Regions from separate parts of the Mus musculus genome. Here regions 1, 2, 3, 4, 5 and 7 are each linked to region 6. The links are chromatin contacts, called in public Hi-C and promoter capture Hi-C maps. All regions are on one chromosome and are shown on one strand. Each heading gives the region's core, a stretch centred on a gene start, on an enhancer-like site or on the middle of the called end of the contact. The rest is flanking DNA. Distances are from core to core; before and after follow the strand shown.

What was found. Promoter capture Hi-C pulls out the DNA fragments that hold promoters and counts their contacts. Hi-C and Micro-C count contacts between places; a contact is called where the count stands out from the background.
Region 1: a Hi-C map of B cells shows a contact between it and region 6, with 5 read pairs. The contact joins the promoter of Plekhf2 here to the promoter of Otud6b in region 6. A contact is called at or near these places in 1 of 39 promoter capture datasets (cranial neural crest) and 1 of 484 Hi-C or Micro-C datasets (B cells).
Region 2: a contact with region 6 is called in a promoter capture Hi-C map of pre-B cells. The contact joins the promoter of Virma here to the promoter of Otud6b in region 6. A contact is called at or near these places in 2 of 39 promoter capture datasets (cranial neural crest and pre-B cells) and 1 of 484 Hi-C or Micro-C datasets (CD8 T cells).
Region 3: a contact with region 6 is called in a promoter capture Hi-C map of the HPC-7 cell line. The contact joins the promoter of Ndufaf6 here to the promoter of Otud6b in region 6. A contact is called at or near these places in 2 of 39 promoter capture datasets (the HPC-7 cell line and pre-B cells).
Region 4: a promoter capture Hi-C map of pre-B cells shows a contact between it and region 6. The contact joins the promoter of Cpne3 here to the promoter of Otud6b in region 6. A contact is called at or near these places in 1 of 39 promoter capture datasets (pre-B cells) and 1 of 484 Hi-C or Micro-C datasets (CD4 T cells).
Region 5: a promoter capture Hi-C map of pre-B cells shows a contact between it and region 6. The contact joins the promoter of Dpy19l4 here to the promoter of Otud6b in region 6. A contact is called at or near these places in 2 of 39 promoter capture datasets (cranial neural crest and pre-B cells).
Region 7: a contact with region 6 is called in a promoter capture Hi-C map of pre-B cells. The contact joins the promoter of Rad54b here to the promoter of Otud6b in region 6. A contact is called at or near these places in 3 of 39 promoter capture datasets (cranial neural crest, hippocampal neurons and pre-B cells) and 1 of 484 Hi-C or Micro-C datasets (CD4 T cells).

What each region holds. Positions count from the first base shown.
Region 1 is chr4:11,006,307-11,009,006 of GRCm38.p6, forward strand. Plekhf2 (pleckstrin homology domain containing, family F (with FYVE domain) member 2) reads right to left here and starts at 1,313. Exons shown (of 2, transcript NM_175175.4): 1 at 1,087-1,313.
Region 2 is chr4:11,484,588-11,487,287 of GRCm38.p6, forward strand. It overlaps Virma (vir like m6A methyltransferase associated), which reads left to right and starts at 1,371. Exons shown (of 24, transcript NM_001347055.1): 1 at 1,371-1,518. The coding sequence starts at 1,456.
Region 3 is chr4:11,074,862-11,077,561 of GRCm38.p6, forward strand. It overlaps Ndufaf6 (NADH:ubiquinone oxidoreductase complex assembly factor 6), which reads right to left and starts at 1,344. Exons shown (of 9, transcript NM_001085493.2): 1 at 1,119-1,344. The coding sequence starts at 1,315.
Region 4 is chr4:19,568,685-19,571,384 of GRCm38.p6, forward strand. Cpne3 (copine III) reads right to left here and starts at 1,424. Exons shown (of 16, transcript NM_027769.3): 1 at 1,317-1,424.
Region 5 is chr4:11,320,756-11,323,464 of GRCm38.p6, forward strand. Dpy19l4 (dpy-19-like 4 (C. elegans)) reads right to left here and starts at 1,382. Exons shown (of 19, transcript NM_001081201.2): 1 at 1,245-1,382. The coding sequence starts at 1,260.
Region 6 is chr4:14,825,130-14,827,829 of GRCm38.p6, forward strand. It overlaps Otud6b (OTU domain containing 6B), which reads right to left and starts at 1,284. Exons shown (of 7, transcript NM_152812.4): 1 at 1,162-1,284; 2 at 370-524. The coding sequence starts at 1,243.
Region 7 is chr4:11,557,548-11,560,247 of GRCm38.p6, forward strand. It overlaps Rad54b (RAD54 homolog B (S. cerevisiae)), which reads left to right and starts at 1,373. Exons shown (of 15, transcript NM_001039556.3): 1 at 1,373-1,466. It overlaps LOC115489931 (predicted GPI-anchored protein 58), which reads right to left and starts at 2,272. Exons shown (of 3, transcript XM_030253962.1): 1 at 2,257-2,272; 2 at 1,296-1,745. The coding sequence starts at 2,272. Gm35693 (a long non-coding RNA gene) reads right to left here and starts at 1,279. Exons shown (of 3, transcript XR_390401.4): 1 at 1,128-1,279; 2 at 367-484; 3 at 1-106.

The DNA.
Region 1 (2,700 bases), core at 63-2,562, 3.8 Mb before region 6:
GGGTTAATTCTGATTTAACCTGGGTCCTCCCACCCCTTAAGCTATAAAGGTACAAAGATAGGGGCTCAAAACTCATGCACCTTTAAGGAACGAAAAGGAAAAAGAATAAAAAAAAAACTGAATCGTCAAAATCACCCTAATCTGTTTGTTGTGGTCCTGGGGTTGTTTGTTTCAGACTCAAGCTGTAGCCAAGGCTGGCCTTGAACTCGCGGCAATGCTTCTGCCCTAGCCCGCGGGAGTGCTCAGAAAACCGGCATGAGCCAACACACTGGGTTATTTCACTTAGTCTTAAGACAACACATGCCTTAACGTTTCAACTGAACGTTCAACTCTAAATGGTTCTTTAACGAGTCTCTTAGGCAACATATTAAAACATAACAAAGAAGGCATTTACCAGTTTAATGTACTTGGGAGTCTGAATTACTGCTTAGGTGTATGTAACCTGAATACTAGTCATTTCCACTGCACACTCACACAACTTACTGCTTTAATATTCGAGGACTATACAAGGCTACTCGAGCAACTTGGGGAACCAGCTCTTGGCCTTTAATAACATTAAAAAAAAAAAAAAACTAGGCAAAAGATCATAAAACTTAAAAAAAAAAAACCCTTCAAGTAGCGTGTAAGCTACCGCTCCTATCTGAGCCAATTGTACGGTGCCATTTTCATATAAAGTCATAAAATAAACTGCTGGAGTCAGAGCGTGCCCCTGACGCCCAGACCCTGCAAAGTTTTCAGACCGCACGATCTGGGGACCCGAGTCCTGCTGCCCCACAACTTCGGGGGCGACGCGAGGTCCAGTCCCCAGCCGCCGTCTATGGTCCCGGCCCTGGCCCTCCGGGCGGCGTCCCGCGGACGGGCGCGGCGGGACCCAGGCGGTTCCAGCCCGAGCGCCGGCCCGGAGGGGAGCCGCCCGAGCGCCCCGTTTCCCACAGACCCCAACATGGCGTCGGCCGCCGCCGCCCGCGCCAACCCCTCCCCGCGCCACGGCTGGCCCGGGCCCGCGGGGATAGGCGCCCGCAAAGTTTCGCTTCTCCCTCCCCAGCCCGCCGCCGCCCGGTGCGTCCCGACCCCCATGGCACCTACCCGACCCCGCGCGGGCGGCGGCGCCGAGGGTGCGAGTCCTCCTAGTCGCCGACTCCGGGCGCGGACTCCGCCTGCTCCCCGACCCCAGCCTCGCAGGGTTGCGTGGGGCCCCGCGAGGCCGGCGCGATCCGGACGCGGCGGGCGCAGCCGCTCGCAGGTGACTTCACCGCCCCTCCAGTCGAACCCGACAACGGCCGCTCCGGCTGGCTTCCCTCCTGCGCGCGCACCGGCGCGCCCCCGCCCAAGCGCCAAACACGGGCACGAGCACACCCGCCCTGCCCTTTCTTCCCGGCTCCCTCGCCCCGCCCATCGCCTTGCCCCGCCCCTCCATCCCCACGCGACCGCACGGGGGGCGGGCTCTTCAGCGGAGGCCACACCCACTCGGGGGCCTCCCCCGGCGGGGTTGGGGAACGCGCGCCTCTGCAGAGGTGACGCGCGTCTGAGCCAGCTGAGGCTGGACTGGGTCGCCTGACCTGACTTTCCTGACTCGGGCTAGCCTTCGGAAAGGGCTCTTAAGCAGTCCGCGAAGTTCTCTGGAAGAATGGGCGGAAGCTGCCTCCACGCCTCCCGCCCTAAGGAACAGGAAAGGCTTTGCTTCTCGCCACCCAACCGCGTCTGCCAACCCCGCCCGGCTCGGCCATTCAGCCGAACACCTGCTGTCGCTTTCTCCCAAGCCAGGGGTCTGCGCTTACCGCACCCATGACCCGCAGGCTCCTGTGTAACCTTATGCCGAAGAACTCCGCTCTTTTCAAAACTTCCCCTCGGCCAACTGCTTCGCGTACCTAGAACTCGGTGCTACCATGACGCTGGGTTAGAAGAGCGTTTACTAGGCGCTGCGGAGAGATAGCAGAGGCATCTAGGCTGGCTGGCTGGGAAAAGCACACCGTTTAAACAGGAAAGGGGTAGAAATTGGGTTATTATTAAAGTTTTATTCAGGAATTTTCTTTTTAGCCTCCTGTTGAGCAGTTCTCAACCTGCGGATCACAGGAGTCGCCTAAGACCATCGGAGAACATATTTTGCATTATGATTCATAACAGCAAAATTACAGTTATGAAGTAGTAACAAATAATTATATGGTGGAGACCACCGCAATAGGAGGAGCTATATTAAAGCATTAAGAAGATTGAGAGCTGCCGGGCGGTGTTGGACACGCCTTTAATCCCAGCACTTGGGAGGCAGAGGCAGGCGGAATCCTGAGTTCAAGGCCAGCCTGGTCTACAGAGAAACTCTGTCTCGAAAAACAAGAAGAAGAAGAGGAAGAGGAAGAAGAATGTCTGTGAAACAAATACAGTTGTTTTAAATTAGTATCCAGAACAAAACTGGCAAAGGAGATCAGTTGTCGTAATAGGGATAGTTACAGGATTTCAATCGTATACACACACAATCTTTATGTGTGCTAGACTAAGCACACTCTAAAATCTTTTTAAATTTTAAGATTAGGAACTGCTGTGTTTCTAGTGTCATCAATAAAAATGTTGCTCTTCGAATGCCTTTAATCCCAGCACTCGGGAGGCAGAGGCAGGCAGATTTCTGAGTTTGAGGCCAGCCTGGTCTACAGAGAGTTCCAGGACACCCAGGGCTATACAGAGAAATCCTGTCTCAAAAAAAAAAAA
Region 2 (2,700 bases), core at 121-2,620, 3.3 Mb before region 6:
CCTCAATTTTATTTTTTTTTTATTTTTTTTATTTTTTTAAAGATTTATTTATTGATTATATGTAAGTACACCGTAGCTGTCTTCAGACACTCCAGAAGAGGGCGTCAGATCTCGTTATGGATGGTTGTGAGCCACCATGTGGTTGCTGGTATTTGAACTCTGGACCTTTGGAAGAACAGTCGGGTGCTCTTACCCACTGAGCCATCTCACCAGCCCCCGAAACCTCAATTTTAAAAAGAAGAAAATGTCCTAAGGGAAGGTCATGAGATCAAATACAAGACCTTGAACAAATCTAACAAATGAATAGACAGTGTCTAGTTGAAAGCAATTCTGGCAAACATACAGGAGAATGGAGACATTTTAAGCCTCCTCAGCAGAGCACGACAAAGAGACAGTTATATAAACCCTGAGAGGGAGATAGCCTAGGCACTGAGCTGATCCACCCCACTCTCTCCCTGATGGCCTGTTCCTACTTTTGCTGATCTGCTTTTGTTTTGCTACAACTTTGTGTCTTGATGGGTGGTTCCTGAGAGGACCAGAATAGAGAAAAATTCCTTCTTAACACTCCCTAGGACTATGTATAGTTTCAAGTGTCCAGCACTTGACAGAGAAACTATTCATAAAATTAAAACAAACACACTTTTTATTTTGAGGCAGGGTCTCACGGAGTAGTAGTCTAGGCTGGTCTGAAGCTCAAACTCTTCCTTTGTCCTTTAAATGCTGGAATTGGCAGACTGCTTGTCAGCCAGAAATAGACTTTGTGCTCTCTCTTATATTCGTGACGTTTCATTTATATACCTTTTTGAACCTTATAAGAATTAATCCTCATAATCAGCTCGTGGGATTATTCATCATATTTAACATTTTCATAAACGAGAAAATTTTCCTTTCGTTTGCTGAGACAAGTTGTCTCCCTCCCTCTTTCTCCCTTTCCCTCATTTTTTGAGACACGGTCTCATGTAGCTCAAGCTGGGATTCAACTCCTGGCTGGCCTTGTGTGTGCTCTTTTCTTCTCTTTGAAAACAGTGTCTTTTCAGATTCCCTCATTGCATGGTTTTGTTTGGAGAGCATGCCTCGTGGGAGGCATACGGTGCCGTGTGTCTAGATTTGGCACACTTTCCTATCTTCTAGAACTCATCGCCTCTCGCAGGCGTCGTGGCTCCGCTACTCCGGAGAACCACGGGATTTGGACCACTGCAAACACCGTAGTCCCCGCCCCTCTTTTTTTTTTTTTTTCCCTGCCCCTTTGGGCTCGCAGAAGGCGCCCTCCGCCGCGCTGGAGGAGGCGGGGCTTACGGCTTAAGTCAGCAAGCTGCGATGGGATTGGTGGAGGCTTGAGACGACAGCGTCCTGTTTACCGGAAGTACTGCAGTTTTCCCCCTAGCTGGAGCCTCGGCCTGGGAGGTTGGAGAGCTGCCCCGGAAGTCATCTCCCGGTCCCCCGCCCGCGGCAGACATGGCGGTGGACTCGTCTATGGAGCTGCTATTTTTAGATACTTTTAAACATCCGAGCGCTGAGGTAAGGCCTCGCGACCCGATTTCGACACGGCCCCTCAGTTCCGGTACCCCTGCTGCGGAGTCGGGGGCCGTCCGGGCGGTGTCCTCCCTCAGTCGCGCGCGCGCGGGGGTCCTCTGGTCCACACCCCCTCCCCCAGCCCGGTGCGAGCCCGGTGGCCCTGGGCGGCGGCCCTGCCTTTCTCGGCTTTGATTTGGGGCCCGCGGCTTCAGTCGAGTCAGTCGCGCTGCTGACAGTTTGTCCTGTCAGCGTTGAGTCCTGCGGAGGGTCCTTGGTCTCAGGTGTACTTCGGGTGGGATGCAGGCGTGAGCTTGGGCATCTGGTTTTTGACAGTAGTGTCGGGTTCTGGATGCCCTCAGGGTACGGACTATCCAGGATCCTAAGTCCTCTTCTATCTCTCTTCTAACGGCGGTCTCATTGCTCAATTTGTCATAGCACTTCAATAGTTTGGGAAGGAATTCACCTATTAGGACATGACAGATCTACGAGAATCTCCTTTGCGTGGAGGACACTTGCGAATCATGCAGTATTGAAGGACTAAAGACTGTCATTAGAAAGCAAGTCTGTTGTTTTCAGGGGACGAAGGTGGGGTGTTGCGTAGTTTTGTGTACAGAATTACTTTAGCGTCCCTGAAAGGCCTTGGAATTCTTAAGTTGAATGTACTGAATGTAGCGAATTAACGAAGATTCGCAAAAATGAACTATAACGAAGTCCACAGAGAAATTCGGCTGCGAGGAAGAGAGAGTAAATGAACAAGCCTCATATTTGTTTGTTTCACCGGAAACCTAATCATTTCGAGAGTCATTCTTTGGGGATTGTCTTGTTTCTATGAAGACTGTATTCTTTTTTTTTTTTTTTTTTAAGATTTATTTATTTTATGTATGTGGGTACGCTGTCGCTGTCTTAAGACACACCAGAAGAGGGCATCAGATTCCTTGTGAGCCATCATGAGGTTGCTGGGACTTGAACTCAGGACCCCTGGAAGAGCAGTCAGTGCTCTTAACCGCTGAGCCATCTCTCCAACCCTACTGTACTCTTAATATGACAACATGAAAGTAGGGTAGAGTGTCTCCTATTCTTTCTCGGTTGTATGTCCTGGGTTTAGACCGTACCTAGGAAAACATAAGCATCTGAATGAGAAGAGATTTAAAATGTTCTCTTATGAAGTAATGAAATGAGTACGGC
Region 3 (2,700 bases), core at 94-2,593, 3.8 Mb before region 6:
CATACACGTGAAATAAAAATAACACACAATAAAAACAACAAAACAAAACAAAAAAGACCCGACACTTGAGAGGCAGAGACCAGAAGGAGTTCCAGGCCAGCCTGGTCTACAGGGTCAACCACAGCTACATAAAAACCCTGTCTCAAAACAAACAAAAACCATACCGGATAACTGCTGTTAGCAGGGAGGGCAAAATGCAGGGGCGGTGTGGGTGGATGTAATTAAGCCATAGATTATTCATAGGGCTCAATTCCCATCAGGCCCAACCCCCACACATGTCTACAGAGGAAATCCCAGATGTCTTTCCTGACACCAGGTGAACAAAACACAAGTCATGAGGCTGTTCTTGTAAATCTCTGGCAAATCCCTTGTTCCCTTGAAATTATTAAACTTCATCTTAAAAATTGTATTTATTTTTATGTGTATGAGTGTTTGCGTACACATATGTCTATACACTGCTTACCTGGTGCTCAAGAAGGCCAGAAGAGAGCATTAGATCTCGTGTCGGGGCTGGGAATCAAACCTGAGCCTGTTCTCTTAACCGCTAACCCATTTCTCCAGCTCTTAATGCTCTAACTCTTAAACTCCCTTGATGGGAATCACAACTTGAAAGGAGAATTAAATAAGCTGCTTTGGACTTTACTTTTGTAAACAAAATTTTAGCTTTGAGGTTGCTTTGTAGTTAAATCTAAACCTCTGGCCAGTACCTCCTAAGAAGATGCGTCAAAAGTGAGTGTGCCAACTTTTGTGAGATGTGTTTATCCAAAGCACGCTGGGCAAGCACCCTACCAATGGACCTAAAAATGCGCAGGCCCCGTGAATTACTTTTAATAGTGCAGCACACAGAGCCCAAAGCCAGTTAACGGTGTTAAAGTCACTAGCTGTCCATGAATAAAAAGTGCTATGCATGCAAAGGTTGTAGGGTCCATTAACGTTAGGGTTCAGGCAGAGGATGTGCTGAGCCACGTGAACAGGCCTGCGGTCTCCTTCTCCAAGCACGGGCACAGAGCCCAGCAGAACGCAGGACCCGGAGGACGCAGCCCCAGGCTCGGGGTTCAGCGCTCTGCGTTCCACAGGCTCTGGGCTCTCGGGGATGTCCCCCGGGCGCGGCCACTCACCTCAGCAGCTCCAGGCAGTAGAGGTGGGAACCGGGGATGCCTGGCCCGCTGGCCGCCGCCACGCTGCGCCGGACCGCCGAGGGCCCCGGCAGGCGCCGCACACGTTCCCACGCATCCCGAGGCGGCTGGCGATGGAACAGGTTAGCCAAACCGAATGGCCTTGGGCCGCGGACAGAACCCAGCATGGAGGTCGCCATGACACCCGCTTCGGGTGCCCTCCGACCCTGAGGCCACGCCCCCCGGAAAGTGGCCACGCCCCCGGCAGATCTCTGCAACTCCGCAAAGGAAGGACGCCACTCAGACCAGAGCCAGGTGTCGCTATAATCCTGCACATTGGTGACTTGGTTGTCCTCTCCAGCGTCCACTCCCACAGAACCCCAGAACGCCAAAAGGGATGGGTGCCTGCTTTTTAAAGAAGCGACTGACGTTACATCCTGTCACCCCAGAGACCCCCATCCTCTCTTGATCCTCTTCAAGGGCGCTATTGACACTTGTAACCGCACTGCTGGAAGCTTGTTGTACCTGAATGCCCACTATTCACCCACACACATTCCCAGAGACCTCCCAGCATAGCCCTGAACAGGTACACTGATTAGCCACTCTACCTCCAAGAGAAAAACACAAAGATGCTTGAGAGATGCACCAGGTTATGCCTCCATTATCAACCACTAAGGATAAAGGGGAAGGAGAGGAAGGGGGAGAGAGACAGAGACAAAATTTAATTTCTTTCCTTTTGCTTTCTTTTCCTTTTCCTTTTCTTTTTGTTTGTTTTTTGTTTCTTTTGTTTTTCGAGACAGGGTTCCTCTGTGTAGCCCTGGCTGACCTGGAACTCACTTTGTAGACCAGGCTGGCCTCGAACTCAAAATCCGCATGCCTCTGCCTCCTGAGTGCTGGGATTAAAGGCGAGCGCCACCACGCCCGGCTCCTTTTTCTTTTTTAACAGTAACAATATATCATTTGCTGTTAGTTGTCTCTCACAACACTCTAAAAGCCCAAGAGCATGGAGTCATTTGTTTCCTGCTTTAACCCATTGACAGTCCCTCGATGTTGTAAAATCTGACTTGCCTCTGTCATCTGTAACGCCAGCACTAAGAAGGCTGAGACAGGAAGTGTTGAGTGTTCAAAGTCAGCCTACACTACACAGTGAGGTTGAAGCAAGACAAAAAGAGGAAGTTGTGAACCTGAGATAGAAAAGTAGCCTCTCAGCCAGGAATCAGGCCAAAGCCTTTTGCCTGTGGAGAATTTAGAATTCCAGTATAAGGCTAGAGAGATGGGTCAGTCAGTAAAATGGTAAGATAGTACCAGATGAGGTGAAGGAGCTCAGAAGACAAAAAGGAGGCTCAGAGGGGCAGGAGACAAAAGAGGGTAATGGGAGGCAAATGTTGAAATACATTATGTACATGCCATAATGTGCTAATTTAAATACTTAAATACAACAGTTTAAAATACAATAAAATGATACTATACTACAAATGATATGTTGTTACCAACTATTATTAATTGAATAGTCTATAGGTATAGTGGCATGCACATATAATGCCAGCATTTGAGAGTTAGGGGGAAAAAGATAAAGAATTCAAAG
Region 4 (2,700 bases), core at 174-2,673, 4.7 Mb after region 6:
CAATCTTGGAGATGAGGCACTAGATTTTCAGGCTCGAGTGGGGTGCATTTTTCAACTCATCAGCCAAAAGGGGCCGCCTTTTAAAAAATATTCTCAAAACAGAGGGGGCAGGGTGAGGGGGAGTGTTGAAAAGCAGATAGATTCTGAGAATCCACTGTTGTCACTACAACTACCATCATCATTTATCTTATCGTTATTTATGTATCAGACACTTCGATGAGTGATCTACAAACATTTTATTTAGCCCTCACCACTCTGACACATCAGTGCTATATCCATTTTACAAATGTAGAAACACACCATAAAGGGTTGGGCATCCCACCCAAAGGTTAGACAGATAACAAAACCTCAGAACATACTTGAAACTAGACAGATAGTCACTGCCTTTCTTGTGAAATAAGATTCACTTACTTTTGTAAATCGTAAAGTATTAAAAAAAAAGTACAGACCACAATCGAAACCTAATGCTACCACTTTCAGAGGTGCCAAGTTTCATAAATTAATTCCAGTTTCCTGAGGAGTGAAAAAGATAATAGTCGCATTTATGCTTGTTGTGAGCTAACTATATATAAAAATGGTCTTAACACAGAGGTTGTGGGTCACTGCAAACCACTGGTTATTTTAATCCTACTTCACCCTCTGATTATTGGCGGCCACAAACACAACAGAAAGAAACAAAAGCTGATCGCAGTCAAGTGCATTAGCGCCAACACTAACGGTCACTATGCTCTCAAGTTTCTGACTGCAAAACAAGTAAGTGGCACTGCCCTTCCTTCGCGTCGCGTGTGCAGTGAGCCCAAAGCCCTGGACACAGGTGCAGGAGCTTGCTAGGACTTCACCCAGGCCCAGCTTTGCACCGAATTCAGTAGCACCTTTTCCCTCAGCACGCAGCCTTTCCTCCACCGTTCCCCCACACGACCGGTTCGTCTGGTTCACCAATCTTTCCCCGCTGAGCGGGACCGAGATTTCGGGGCTGTAACCCTTCGCCCCACCCTGCCCTTCCACTCGAGGCCCGCGGATCCCCGGCAGGGTTCTTCAGGTGCGCGAGCCGCAGGCCCAGGAGGCGCTCGCGGCCCCCAGGCTGACCCCCAGCCCCGGACTTCCACGGGCCGCGGACCCAGCACGCGACACTCGGGAGTCCCCAGAGTGGGCACCGGAAACCCACGGAGCACTTCCAGCGCCCGGGGCCCGGAGGGACGGGCCATGGAAGCCTGAGGGCCCTAAGTCTTCCCGCCCGGGACCGGCCCGCTTCCCGGGAGGCTGCAGGCTTGGGCTGGGACACACGGCTCCGGAGCTGGGAAAAGTCACGCACTCACGTGCTATATCGCCGCAGAAGTCGAGTGAGGGTGGAGAGCCAGCGAGGAGCACCGCAAGGCGGCAGGACCGCAGGGGCTTTACTGGAACCTGAGGGCTGGACCGCGGAGGGGCGGGGCTCGTGGGCGGAGTCCCGGAGCGGAGGGGCGAGGGCGGAGCTTGTGGGCGGGACCAAGGTGAAGTTTTGCTTTTGATAGGGAGCTTGCTGCCCAACCCATTTCAACCCATTTTCACTCCCAGTTTTCTTTGCTGCGCCTCAACCCGCTGACCTTTTAAAGAATTCTTACAAAACCCGTAATTGACTTTAGGCAGTAAAATATCTGATCTGGTCTGGGGGGGAGGGGGGGGGGGCTCGGAAGTGAAGAGCACTTGTTGCTCTTGCAGAGTTCCCGGTTTGTAGCTCACAAACATCTAGCACATTCCAGAGGATCTGGCATTCTCTTCTGATCTCCCCAAGGCAGCAGGCAGGTGTGTGTGTATGTGTGTGTGTGTGTGTGTGTGTGTGTGTGTGTGTGTGTGTACAAACATGCAAGCAAAACATTCATACATGCAAAGCAAAACAAATAAACCTTAAAAAAATAAAGAAAGAAAACAGATCTGGACAAGGAAATAGTGTGAAATGCCAGCTCTTAAGCATCCTTCTGTAGAGCGTACACCTTCCCAGAGTAATTTTACATGCTTATTTTATTTAATATATATTTATTTTATTTGGTCGTCACAAAAGCTTTGTTATGTGTTTAGCGCCACGTGCCTTTTCATAAGAATGGTGCAAGAAAATACTGTGAAATGTGGTAGGTAAACAGTTGTTCAATTTGCCTAAAGTCATCAGATTATGCTAATCTCAAAATGCCTATGGTGATGGGTACTCAAAGTCACATCCTTCTATTGAATGAAAATTTAAAATATCTGCTGGAAAAAAATGGGATAAAAATCAACAAAGACAAACGAACAGTATTACAAAAGTTACTTCACTTACATTGGTGAGGGGAAAAAGGCGGGGGGGGGGGGGGACACTCAATAGAAAGGACTAAAGAATGGAATGTGATATGTAAGCTTCCAGAGGAGAAAGGTCATCTCAGTCTTACCCAGCAGTGAACCCTAGAGCGCCAGTGATGAGCAGCCTGGAAAGACATGCCCTTTGTGCAATAGTGGCAGGAATATCATGGAAATAACTCACCACTTTCTGATTGGATTTAAGTTCCACTCCACTCCACAAAATGAAATCCATACCTGGCACTATTATCGAGGCAAAAACAACAGCTAGGCAGGTCACAGACCCAGGGGAGAATCTACTATAAATATTCTGCTCAATGGACAGAGTATCAAGTCAGCTCCTAATGGCTTTTCGTTAAACTCATAGATTAATGCACCTCTCCGCTCTCATCA
Region 5 (2,709 bases), core at 132-2,631, 3.5 Mb before region 6:
ATGCAATTTCTGCATATTTACAATATCAAGTTTTAGTGGCACTGTGCGATTTTTCTCCTGTGTTAAGTATTAATGTGCTCACAAAGACAAACTGGTTTATCAACCTACCCACACAGATTTGTAACTAATCACAAAAATAAAGTTTAAAAAAAATCTTTGTCAAATGATAACACATTGCAAACACAGATATAGCTATAGCTAAAGAAAAAAGAGGAATTACATTCTTCCTTACCAGCAACCTGTTTTGAGGCTGGTTTTAGGTAGTATCTTAAATGTGCATGAAATTTAACACGAAGAGCTGCAGGAAGAGGAGGAATGGCTGAATCATGACCTCAGGGACAGGACATCTAGTCCCAGTCAGCATGTACTTCTAATAGTCTTTTGAAAAATGGCTTTCCATTGAATTCTTCAAACTCCCTTCTTGTCTCCTTGGTTCAACGGCTTAAATCTAAACCAGATAACTAACGGTCGCATTCACAACTCCACTCAGTAAGATAAAAACTGCTTTCCAGCAGAATGAAACATGTAACTGTTCATCCGAGCGAATGAAGTCCAAGAGCTCAATCGTGCATACACATCCCATGAAGTTACTATGCCACCAATACTTTTTTACACTATGTATCGTACACTGCTAAGTTTTTTGCCGCTTCCTATCTTTTGCTCACTGTCCAAATCCTCTATGGATAAATATTGCTGGCTAAACAATAAATTCCCTTGGCACTGACCCTGAGGAGCGTGCAGAGCTCTCTCCAGTCCATTAGTTTTAACCCTAAAACTGACCTCCTCCTCCCCTAAAACCACTTACATGCCCCTGCCCTTTGGCATTTGTTATCCATTAGAGCACAAGTGAACTCCGTCAGGTTCTGCGCGTCCATCCCAGATCCCAGCCTCAGTTTCCCGCGAGGGGTGCGATCCCTCCCATTCTGCACCCAAAGCTTCCAGCCTGGACCAGAACCCACCCAAGCTCGTCCTGCTTTCCACTGCGGAGCAACTCCGGACCCGCAGCCCCGCCACCCAACAACAGCTTCCTTTCCGAGACTCCTGACTTTAAGTTCCACTTCTGCGTCCTATTTCGGGAGACGAAACTTTGGGCCATTTTCTCGGCTCGCGCCCGGTTCCACTGCAAACTCGGGGGCGCGCGCCCCCGCCCGCCCTGCTCCCCGCGGCCCGCAGCCAGCAGTCAGGCCCGGCCCCTCTCCCGAGCCCGCCGCGGCAGTTGGCGCGCTACACGCCGGAGCCTTCACCTTCTTCCTTTGCCATCGTCTCCGCGGAGACCCGAGTGGCCCTACGGCTCCCGAGCAGCCCGGAGTCTCCCAAACCTCCGAGTATCCAAACCCCGCGGCCGCCCCGGCCAGCTCCCGGCTGCCGCGCCCCCACTTCCTGACCCGCCCCCCTCTGGTGTCTCCGCCAACTGGGTCCCTCCAAGGCGCTCCGGGAACCAGAGTGCAGGGAGCGGGGCCCGGCCGGAGCGTTTCGCTAGAGCGCCTCAGCCATGCCCACGATGGCCACGGGATGGCAATGCTCCTGGGAGGAGCGAGTCCCCGCCGCCGCCCTCGCTCCTTGCTGAGCCTCACAGGAAAGCAGGAGCCAGAGCAAGCTTTTCGTGACGCTGGGATCCGTCTCAGAAAGTCATAGACTGTAGGCCAGATCCAGTCCCTATGTCCGGCCGATTTTTCAAACAGAAAACGGAGTTTCAACTGCAGAGCAACGAGTCCTGGACTTGTTACGATGATTTCAAAGCCAGGCAAGACGTTCTAGGCAGGTCCTTTGGATTAGTAGATGTTTGTTTGTTTGCTTGTTTGTTTTTGAGACTGGATCTCTCTATATGGCCAAGGCTGCTCTCAACTTGCCTCAGGTTCCCTACTGCTGCAATGGCAAGAGTGATACACAGTTTGGTTTAGTAGACACTTGGCGGCTACAAAAAAGTTTGTACCAGGTTATTCCCTATTGTAATCCCAGACCGTGACAAGTAGAGGAAGGAGGTTCATTATCAAGGCCAACCTCAGCTACATAAGCAAATTAAGTTATTATCATATAAAAAAGGAAACACAAGAGAGAGCAACGTGTCAATCACGAAAACTGCCTTGAACAAAATGTTTGCTCATGTCAATATTCTGGAAGAAAGCACAATAGTACTTTATAGTCTGCTATGAGGAATGTATAGAGATTATTTCATAACAATAGAATGCAGTTTAATTTTGTTGTGCAGTGCATGACTCATACTGAGAACACTGTGGCACGCCTTCAGTTGGCCCAAAAGCATGAGTGAACAGCCACTTCAAAAAAAGGATAGCTGTCTGTCTGTCTTTCTTTCTCTTTCTTTCTTTCTTTCTTTCTTTCTTTCTTTTTCTTTCTTCCTTCCTTCTTTCCTTCCTTCCTTCTTTCCTTCCTTCCTTCTTTCCTTCCTTTCTTATGTAGGCCTCCTATAGTAATTCACAGAAACTCCTAATTTTTTTTCCTATAATGCCTGGTTTCTGGATCTGTTCTGATTCTGTGGGATCCTGATCTAGTGATATTGGGGGTCCAATCCTACATTCAGGAGGGACGGGGGGGGGGGGGTTAGAGCACTTGTTTCTGGTTAATTGGGAGTTCAGCCAGAGCCACCAGTTCTTTTTCTGCCTTGCCTTGGACTCAGAGTATACCCTGGTGATACTGGAGGCTGAGAAAATTAGAGGCCCAGCGCTTGAGCTCCCATTGGCAGGGTTTCAA
Region 6 (2,700 bases), core at 34-2,533:
AGGTTAAGGAAGTAGGCACTTTTTTGCTGTTCTTCCATTTAAAAAAAGAAAATCTGCCCATAAACCTGGTCACAAAAATACTAAAGAAATGTACAGCTAGGTGTGGTGGTGCATGCCTGTAATCCCAGCACTTGTGAAGTCACACCAGTAGGATCTGAAGTTAAAGTTCAAGGTTTAGCCTCTGCTCCAAATCCACATGGGTGACAGCCTAGACTACAAGGCACTCTGTCTAAAAAAACTAATGTCGAGGAAATGTGATGTGTGACTGTATGACTCGATTTCAGAATTTTGAGACCGTATTCAATAAGCAGTTCAACACACTCAGACAGCTGTTTGCTCGGGCTCAGAGACAAGCTTCGCTCCCCATACCTTACTGTCCTTGAAAGTCAATTGCTTCAATTGCTCCAGTTCTTCCCTGTGTTTTTGCTCCATTTCTCTTTCCAATTTAGCAACATCTTCCGTGAGCTGCTTCCTCCTCTTTTTGTCGTTTTTGGGAACAGCGTTCTTCATTCCCTGAATTTTGGCTAAAAAAAGTCATCAAAACAGCCGTGTCAGAGCCCCCGGACCAAAAAGCGAAAAGCAGTTAAGAGGGTGGGAAGAGGTACAATTATAGAATGTAAAGTAATTATAGAAGCAATTAATCATGACACAACAATCAGCTACGGAGAAAGGTCCGGATGAGGCTTGCGACCCAACGTAAACACAATCTCGAATTTGTTTGGTTTGACAGGGCAAAACCAAGGTTAAAAAACTATACTAAGGTAAAACTTCTGCCTTTTAAATATCTTTCTCTGTGACCGACAAGCCAAGGAGAAGCAATTCAGACCACACCACTAAGGCCAGGCGTCGGGATCGGGGGCAGGAATGGGAAGGGAGGAAGAGGAGGTCCAAGACTTTGGTCTCCAGGCACATCACTCAGCAGCAGCACGTGCACCGGACCCGCTAGGGGTCCACGGCAGGTCGCACACGGGGACATCTCCGGGGACTGCAAATAAGGGGGTCGAGGGAATGGGGAAAGCTGGAGAAGACTGATCAAAAGTTATCTGAGGGAAAGCCTAGACGGATCCAGGACGTGTGCCCGTCCAGGTACCAGAGGACACACTCCACGCTCCCAGCCTTGGGTGTGGACGCCTCTTACATTCCCAGCCCCTTTCCCGTCACCTTGCAGCTCCTTCTTCTCCTTCCGATGCCTTCTCACCAGCTGCTCCTCATCATCGAGCTCTTCAGCCACGACCTCCTCCATGACGACCAGGCGGCCCGGCACCCGCGCTGAAGGAGATCCGCACCTCAGGAGGGCCAGCACCTCCCACTCCTCAACCCTCACCCGGGGCGCCATTGGCCGCCGGGAAGGCCCAGCCCCGCCTCAAGGCGGCTCCGGATCCAGGTCTAACCACTGAAACCGGGAGACGCCGACATGGGCTAGGGCGCCTGCGCGCTCGGACCGCTCTGGGCGGCGCGCCGGAAGCTGGGATTGTGCGATTAAGGACGCGCCCGGCGCTGGAGCAACCGCAGCACAAAGCTACGCGCCAGGCGATTGGCCCTGACGGGGCGCACGGAGATGACATCACGGACGTTCTTTCGCACAGCTTTCAATTTGTGCTTTAGAACGCTCCGTAGTTGTCCTCTTTGCCAAAACATGTTGAAAAGATTTTTTTTTTAATTTTAATAAAAGCGTGGTTTGTTTTCAATGAGGATCTTTACGTTATATTAGTCATACACTAGGGAATGGTTTGTTTTTTGTTTTTTTACAATGTGGTAAAAGGGGAAACGCTAAGTAAGGAATGCCTACTCTTGAAATAAGTGATGAAAGAGATAAAAAAGGACTAAGCTTAGTAAAGTCCATTTGCTAAATTCAGTTGTAAAACGATTAACAGTGATGTCAGGGTGTTTTGAAGATTTGAGGCAAGATTTAACAAATGTAACTCGTGTGCCACAAAAACAAATTAGCAAAGGCAAACAAGAATGCTCACGGAATGGTGGCAGGAGTGGAAGACTCAGAGTGTTGGTCCAGTAAAATTTAAAAAAAAAAAAAAATCTCTATTTAGGGCTGATTGTGGTTGTGTAGGCCTTTAATCCCAGCACTTAGGAGGCAGGCAGGCAGATCTCTGTGAGTTTGAGGCCAGCCTGTCTACATAGGGAGTTCCAGGATGTCCAGAGAGTTACATAGGTGAGACCCTGTCTCAAAAGTCGATAGACAGGGGCTGGCGAGATGGCTCAGTGGATAAGAGCGCCAACTGCTCTTCTGAAGGTCCCGAGTTCAAATCCTAGCAACCACATGGTGGCTCACAACCATCCATAGCGAAATATGATGCCCTCTTCTGGAGTGTCTGAAGACAGCTACAATGTACTTTCATATAATAAATAAATAGATCTTAAAAAAAATAGATAGACAAACATATTCTTTTTTATATATAAATGCCTGAGACAGAACAAAACAAATGAAGTTGAAATAATATTTCTGGAAATAATTGAAAACTTATTTCCAGAGATGAATAATGAACTGCACCTACAACTGTATAAACCTGTAAGGGGTTGTATTAGTCAGGGTTCTCTAGAGTCACAGAACCTATGGAAAGTCTCTATATAGCAAGGGAATTTATTGATGACTTGCGGTCTGTAGCCCAAACTCCCCAACAATGGTGAGCAGCAGCTGTGAATGGAAGTCCAAGGATCTAGCAGTTGCTCAGTCCCACAAGGTAG
Region 7 (2,700 bases), core at 123-2,622, 3.3 Mb before region 6:
AAAGCTAGAAGAATTTTAGCACGAGGTTGCATAGCAGGGTGACTGCAGAGAGAGTTGTACAGTATATCTCAAAAAGCCAGAAGGAAGGGTTTCCAAAGTTTTCACCCTAAAAAAAAAATAAGAATTTAAAGCGGTAGGTGTGTTTACCTTGATTACAATACATACACAAGTAAAAGCGTCTCATGGTGCCCATTAATGCGTAGAATTTTTGTGTCTATGTCATTTTAACAAGACTATTTACTTATTTATGTGTCTGCCTGTTTGCTTTTTGAGACAGTCTTGCTATGTAGCCCAGGCTGCTCTCTTATGGTGATCCTTCTGCCTTAACCTCCTGAGTGTTGGGATTATAAGTGTGTGCCAGCATACCTGACTTCACCCCGTGGAAAGAGAGGCACCATAGTAGCAGCAAACAACAGCTTTCCACCTGCAGCGGCCGGAGGGGTCTCACCAGAGACCTCTGCTCAGATGAGGCTGTGCTTCTTAACTTTGCCAAAGAAAATAATTTCAGAAGTCAGTGGGAAGCCAAATTTGAGTTAAGAGATGTTAATGTAGATTTAAGCAAGGCTTTAATAGAAACTGCATCGCTAATTGTGTGAGTGAGTGTGTGTGAGTGTGTGCATCTTAAGAGAAAAAAATCACTAAATATCTTACAACGGTCATATACAACACTGGTGGCTTCTGAAGTTAGACTGGTCAAAGGTTTCTAAAAAACCTTGTTTTCGGAGGAAGGGTCTACTTAAGTTTTATGTCTATGGGTGTTTTGCAGGCACTTAAGTTGGTGTACTTCATGTGTGCAGTGTCCAGAGACACCAGAACAGGATGCATTTTAATTGTCAAACGTGTATAAAATCTAGTGAATGACCTTTAACCACTCTCTCTTTTCAAAGGATCTATCTCCAGAATTCTTAGAGCAGAAGGATCAGCAAGACTTTGTCTATCAAGACCTTGTCTACAATACTTTAAGATAGTGTCTTTTTTTTTTTAAGTTTAAAGGAGCTCTTCTCCTTTTCACGAGAGTCCAATAATCACGCATCTGTTTTTATACTCCTAGACCTTAAAAGGGCTTGTAAAACAGGGGCTGCAACTACTGTAGCTCAGTGTCACTTGAGTAACAGGATTTCGTGTACCTCAGTGGTGCACACACTTCTATGATCCGAATCCTAATTTATTGATTTAAGTTGTGAGGCTTATCGCCTCAGCTAGGACCTGAAGACTGAAACCAAATCGGTTCGTTTTAGATCTAGCAGTCAACCGGAACCAAACCTAGACCCACGTAAAAGGAAGTGCAAAGGTACCTGCAACGGTTGTCCAATCAGAGTCGGGGGCGGGACCAGCACTGCACGCCGTGGTGCGCATGCTCGGCGCCCGGCCCGTGGTTGGCTGTAGGAAGGCGGGAAGCTCGAGCTGGTCGGCGGCAGGCGTTGGTACCTGCTGCGGGGCGCTCGCGATTTCGGTCAGCCTGCGGGGTAGGTCTCTGCAGCGGAGGCCCGGGGAGGCGCGTGCGGGGCCTGGTGCAGGATGGCGCGGGTCCCGGGGAGCTGGGCGAGGCGGCGGGAGCGCCCTCGCTGGCTGGGCAGGGGGCAGGGGGGCGGGTCCTGCGGGCCGAGCGATCTCGGAGGCCACGGCCCCCGAGGCCGCCTGGGGCCAGAGAACATCAGGTGTCAGCCAAGAGCTTGTGGAACCATCTAGCACCTCCCCTAGGCGAATTACCCACCCACTAGTTCTCTCTCGCCCTCTCTCCGCTCCTGGTTTCAACAAACAAACAAAAACACACCATTTACATTAATTATGGAGGATTTTGTAGGTAGGTAGATTGGAGTCCCAAAGTCTAAGGGGAATTTACAGTATGAAATGGAAATCTTATTACCCAACGTGGCTGGAAGCCAAAAAGCAGAAATAGCAAGGCCTGTTGCTAGCTGTTGGAGTTTTATTTATTTTCTTGCATCCTAGAAGTTGCCACACCCTCTTCCCCATGTAGTCCAGAGGAAGGCAGAGATTCTGGCTATGATTCTATAATCCCTCTTGTCTTTCCTCTCCTGGGACCTTTGTTGTTTCTGATTTCATAGGATTTTGTGGATTAAACAGGCAACAGTAATTATAAGTAATAATATTACAGAAAGTATTTGAGTACTGTGTGTCAAGCTTTGTTCTGAATTCTTAAATTAATCTCACCGTTGCATAGTCGTATGCTTGAGTGTGATTAAGAGTGAATAAGACACAAGAGGAGACACGGATTTAAGCTAACTGCAGAATCACCTGCTGGGAAGGTCATTGGTGCACAGTTATTAAGGCAAACATGATGTGCTCCAGATATCAGCCTGGGCTGGCCGTTTTCCTTGGGAGACCTAATCTCAGCCGTAGCGTGTTACAAGCCTCAGAAATCGCAGCATTTCAATAGAGCTGCCAAGTGGCTTTACATCTAGGGCCTGTAAAAAAGGTCTCAGCAAAACTAGTTTACAAACCAGCTAGAGCCGGTCGGAGATGGAAGATCTCAAGTTCAGAGCCAGTCTAGGATCTATAGAGAGCCCTTGTCCTAGAAAACAAAACAAACTAGTAAAGATGCTAATATGTTTTGGGAAATAAACTAATTTCTGTAGTTCACCTTTTTAAAAAAAAGATTTATTTTATGTACACTGTAGCTGTCTTCAGACACACCAGAAGAGGGCATCAGATCCCATGACAGATGGTTGTGAGCCACCA